Linked DNA regions of Hordeum vulgare: region 1 is linked to region 2. A link is a contact called in public Hi-C data. All regions are on one chromosome and are shown on one strand. Each heading gives the region's core, a stretch centred on a gene start, on an enhancer-like site or on the middle of the called end of the contact. The rest is flanking DNA. Distances are from core to core; before and after follow the strand shown. Region 1 holds the start of LOC123439722 (carbon catabolite repressor protein 4 homolog 4-like). Region 2 holds the start of LOC123439690 (cyclin-dependent kinase C-2).

What was found. Hi-C and Micro-C count contacts between places; a contact is called where the count stands out from the background.
Region 1: a contact with region 2 is called in a Hi-C map of seedling, with 7 times the contacts expected there. The contact joins the promoter of LOC123439722 here to the promoter of LOC123439690 in region 2. A contact is called at or near these places in 1 of 6 Hi-C or Micro-C datasets (seedling) and 1 of 1 datasets of contacts at active chromatin or transcription factors (embryo).

What each region holds. Positions count from the first base shown.
Region 1 is chr1H:390,041,827-390,044,526 of MorexV3_pseudomolecules_assembly, reverse strand. It overlaps LOC123439722 (carbon catabolite repressor protein 4 homolog 4-like), which reads right to left and starts at 1,276. Exons shown (of 9, transcript XM_045116418.1): 1 at 1,029-1,276; 2 at 872-951; 3 at 699-748; 4 at 518-567. The coding sequence starts at 1,147.
Region 2 is chr1H:389,862,355-389,865,054 of MorexV3_pseudomolecules_assembly, reverse strand. It overlaps LOC123439690 (cyclin-dependent kinase C-2), which reads left to right and starts at 1,324. Exons shown (of 12, transcript XM_045116383.1): 1 at 1,324-1,553; 2 at 1,648-1,729; 3 at 1,815-1,905; 4 at 2,000-2,029; 5 at 2,144-2,256; 6 at 2,331-2,403; 7 at 2,502-2,622. The coding sequence starts at 1,444.

The DNA of each region.
Region 1 (2,700 bases), core at 27-2,526, 180 kb before region 2:
ATTTCAATCAAAAACAAGTATATCAAAATCCAGCAGAATGGTATGAGTAGCCAATGGGATTTGTTATTATAATTCGTCTAAGTTACACACAGATCGTGAAATACTCGATTTTCGTTCGCTAGAAGAATCAACGCTCGGGATCATCAACTTAAAAACAAGGATTTCTCGATCGACTTGGAAATTGATACTTTGTGGCATTTATTATTTAAATTTCTAAGTACTCCCTTCGTTCCTAAATATAAGTCTTTGTAGAGATTTCATTAGAGGACTACATACGGAGCAAAATGGATGAATCTATACTCTAAAATATGTCTATATACATTCCGTATGTAGTCTAGTCTTTTAGTAGAACCTCCAAAAAGACTTGTATTTAGGAACAGAGGGAGTAGGACACAATTCTAATATGCATTATACTCATATTTCGTTAAATAGAAGGATTAAGCTCAAGATAGCCAACTTAGATATAAGTTTTCGGTTGACTTAGAAACAAGGGTGTTTTTAATAATTATGAGCTTACTTGAGAGAAGCGGATGGAGAATGAGGAAAAAACGCGCTCTTTACATAAACCTGCAAAAATGCAGAGCAAATCATAACGCGACGCCAGGTCCATTCCCTTTCTTTCGGCTCTTTAACCCATCACTGTCCATACGCCTGAATCGTAAGTAAAACAACAGGGCAAAAAGCAGCAACCGGCATACCTGGGCCAGTATATTATAGGAAACCAGCCGGAACTGGTGCCCGTCTGCCCCTGGAATCCAAACCAAAAAGATGTCAACACCAACCACATCGGGGCTGCTCGGATACATGAGCAGACGATTAATTACGAGTAATGATGACTCCGTTTTAACAGCGCGTGGCGGATAAATTTTACCGGCATCAGGTTCGGACCGCGCTGTGGGGAGAGGGGAGAACCTGGGCTCCGCCTGCGCGCTCATCCGCCGCTTGCAAATCCTGAACCGTCGTCAGAGCATGAGAAGAGGAGATGGGGAAGGGGGGAGAAGGGATGGGGATGGGGATGCGCTGCTTACGGGCGGAGGGGGAGGCGCCGGCCGCAGGGAGGAGGCGAGCTGCTGGATTTAGGGAGGAGGCGGCGGCCGAGGAAGAGAGGGAGGGAAGCCGCCCAGATTGCCTGGGGTTTTAGGAGCATCGGCGGCCGCTGCGTTTGCTTGGGCGCAACCAAATTGGAAAAGATGTGTATGTGGAAGGCGACCTCTGCTACTCCTGTTCGAGGTGTGGCTGTGTGCGGGTCGGACTCAGGCTTGTGAACTCTGCTGTTTTTTCGGTGTCGACGGTGGTCTTTCTTTTTCGACGGTGGTCTTATATGGATGCAACAATACATATTGATATGCATTTAATTTATACTCCCTCCGTCTCAAAATAAGTGTCTTAAGCTTAGTACAAATTTATACTAGAGCTAGTACAAAGTTGAGACAGTTATTTTGAGACAGAGGGAGTATTAGAAAAATAGCCCGTGCGTTGCAATGAAAAAAAAAGCACCATCTTCAATAACGATGACCACGTTATGTTCATATATCCCATCACATAATACCGAAAATTTATTCACAAATGCAAGAAAATATTCCTTTTTTAATTTTATCCACGAAGATTGTGCTGAAGCTGTAGTGCGAGAGCTGCAAGCACTGCTCCCAGCGCAGCATCAAGAGGTGCGTTCCTTTTCTCTTGAACTAAGCATTTATTTTTCTTTTGTGTGGCACTTCCAACATTTTGTCATGAACTATGATGCAGGCATTTTGGGGTCGGTGGAGGCAAGAATGGCAAGGGAACTACTTCTTTTCTGAATTGTTTTCATTTGTATGTTGTCGTTGTGGTCAAGAACTATCTCCTGCTATGAATTAAATCATATAGAAAATAGTAAAATACAGTAAATTTCATGGAAAATACGACCTAAAATATCATGCTTTCAGCTAACATTGTTCATGAATTCTCATATACTACAAAGAGAAATAAATTCTCATCAGCAAAGATAACTGATAACCCACAAGTATAGGGATCGCAACAGTTTTCGAGTGTAGAGTATTCAACCCAAATTTATTGATTCGACACAAGGGAAAGCCAAAGAATATTCTCAAGTATTAGCAGTTGAGTTGTCAATTCAACCACACCTGAAATATTTAGTATCTGCAGCAAAGTATCAGTAGCACGGTAGTGTGATAACAACAGTAGCAACGGTAACCAGTAGCAGCAAAGTAACAACAGTAGCAGCAGAGTAACAGTAGCAGCAGCGACACAGTAACAGTAGCAGCAACGACAGAAGTAGCGACAAAGTAACGTAGCAAAGACCAGTAGGAAAAACTCGTAGGCATTGGATCGGTGATGTATGATTATGCCGGATGTTATTCATCATACAACAGTTATAACACGGAGAGATATGTAACTAGCTTCAGTTCGTCAATGTAATGTAGGCATGTATTCCGTATGTAGTCATACGTGCTTAGGGAAAAGAACTTGCATGACATCTATTGTCCATCCCTCCCGTGGCAGCGGGGTCCTAATGGAAACTACATGATATTAAGGTTCTCCTTTTAATAGAGAATCGGACCAACGCATTAATGCTTGGTGAATACATGAACTCCTCATACTATGGTCATCTCCGGGAGTGGTTTCGGCTATTGTCACTCCGGGGTTGCCGGGTCATAACACAAATTAGGTGACTACAGCTTGCAAGATAGGATCAAGAAC
Region 2 (2,700 bases), core at 75-2,574:
TGGAGCAACATGCAGTCCTCGCCAAACGGGTCGGCCCGGTCTGGCCCGCCACAATCGTGCCATGCACGACACGACACGTCTGGGCCCGATTATTAGCTGGGCCGTGCCATGCCGGCCCATCAGCGCAGCCTCCCGACCTAGGCACGACACGGAGGCTATACGGGCCGGCCCGTAGGCATGCCAGACCCGCTAGCCTGCTAGTTTTTTATTATTTTAGGCTATTATTTTGGCTGATTTTGTCCTGTTAGCCTGTTTTTTGGACCGACTTTAATATATTGTGCTGTGTTTTGGTTCGATTTTGGCCTATTAGGTTATTTTTTATCCTATATATATAAAAATAAATAATAAAATGATAAACGGGCCGTGTCGTGCCGGCCCGCGTGCCCAGCCCTCAGGCCGAGGCACGACCCGAGGCGGGCTGCGTGCCTGGCACGACCCGATTAGCCCGTGCCGTGCCTGGCCCGTGGTGTGCCTGGCTGGCGTGCTTTCGGACCGACCGAGAAAGCACGACCCGTTTGGCCAACTTTGGCAACATGGAGCCGCCGAAAGCATAGCCGACATTGCAATGAAGCTTCACCGACGTTGCAATGGAGTTTCGTCGGACGCGTCGGTGCTGCATTGAAGCTCCAGCGGCGCTGCAATGGAACTTCATCAAACGTGTCGATGCCGTGTTGGAGCTTCGTCCAACAACAACGGCCGTGTTTGGATACTCTAACTCGGTTAGAGGTTAGAGTTAGATTCTAACTCTAGACTAACCCTGAACTAACTCTAACCAAAAAGGTGTTTGGATGAAAGGGTTAGATTGTCAATAAATGCACTTTTTCAATCATTTGGCTCCTTTATCTAGAATTTTGTGTGGTGGAGAGAAAGAGAAAAGTAACTTTTTATGGATCCCACCTAACTCCAACCCAAAAAAGCACCTCTTGGATGGGTTAGATGCATCTAACCAACTCTAACCCACCTGTTTGAATTTTTGAGGATTAGATGAGTCCAATCTAACCAACTCTAACTCTAACCCAATCACCAACGGTGCGTCGTGAAAGATGCAGTTGAGCTTTTACTGAGCGCAGTAGCGCTGCGTTGAAAAAGTCGGGCGACTACTGCTGCTGTGGCATTGCTGTCATGGAGCAACCATAGTGTGCTGATCGGACAGCCGACTAACCAATTTTTTTTATTCCATTGATTCGTAGCAAGTACCCAAAAAGTAACGCCGAAACCGAAACGTGCACGTTGCAAATCTCATCACAGGGCACCCCCGAAAACGAACCAACGGACCCGATGAAACCCGATTCAACTAGGTTCAGACTCCAGAGTTCAGACCAGACCACCCCCTCTTCGCCCCCGTTACTTTCCTTTCCTTTCCCTCCCCACGCAACCCCAACCCAATCCTCGCGTCGCGTCCTCTAAACCCTAACTCGTCGCGAGGGGAAAGCGCCGGAAACCATGGCGACGGCGGCGCCGGGGCAGCTCAACCTCGACGAGTACCCGTCGTGGGGCTCCCGCGGCGTCGACTGCTTCGAGAAGCTCGAGCAGATCGGCGAGGGCACATACGGGTACGCGCTATCGACCCCTCAATCCCAATCCCCCAATCCTGTGAAACGCCTGTGCGTCGGTCCGATTCGACCGCGTCGTCTTTGTTGTTTCCAGGCAAGTGTTCATGGCCAAGGAGACGGAGACGAAGGAGATCGTCGCGCTCAAGAAGATCCGCATGGACAACGAGCGCGAGGGCGTCAGTATATCCTGCCGCGTCTTTTTTTTTCCTTTCCTAAATGATGTTCTTGGCCCTGAGGCTTTCTTTTCTCGATTCGGCGCAGTTCCCTATCACGGCCATCCGCGAGATCAAAATCCTCAAGAAGCTGCACCACCAGAACGTCATACAGCTCAAGGAGATCGTAACATCCCCAGGTTTGACTAATCATCCCACGAATCAGAAGAACATCATACTGGATTGTTAGCTGCCTGCGTCCAGAGGATTAATGGACTGGATTGATTCTTGCAGGGCCAGACAGAGACGAGCAGGGGAAGCAAAGTACGGTTCTTTCTGAGAACGACATTAGTGTTTTTGATTCTTCTCTCAGAAAACCAAAATAAATGGTCTGTTGCCTAGTTTTGCCATTTGACCTGTCGTGTTGTTGTTCTATAGTCGATGGCAACAAGTACAAAGGGAGCATTTACATGGTCTTTGAGTACATGGACCATGACTTGACTGGGTTGGCTGATAAGCCTGGGATGCGCTTCACCATTCCACAGATTAAGGTAAAAACCATCCATGAGTGTATGATGGTACTGGTTGTGACAAGTGTAGTTCCTGATATAATGTCATGTACCAGTGCTACATGAAGCAACTCCTCACGGGCCTTCACTATTGCCATATCAATCAAGTTCTGCATCGTGATATTAAAGGTATCTACGGCAGACAACTTACAGGAATTTTGGGGTTATGTAGTGACAGTGACTTTGTTGTTTTTATGCTAATCGTGTATCAAAACTTATTCCTGCAGGATCTAACCTCTTGATAGACAATGAGGGTAACTTAAAACTGGCTGATTTTGGCCTAGCAAGATCATTTTCGAATGATCATAATGCAAACCTCACTAACCGTGTGATCACTTTGTGGTACAGGTATTGCAGTGTTATCCTTTTGTCTTGCAAGTTGTCCAGTGCAGTGTTAGTAATTGGATCGTGCTGACTCTTTTGTTG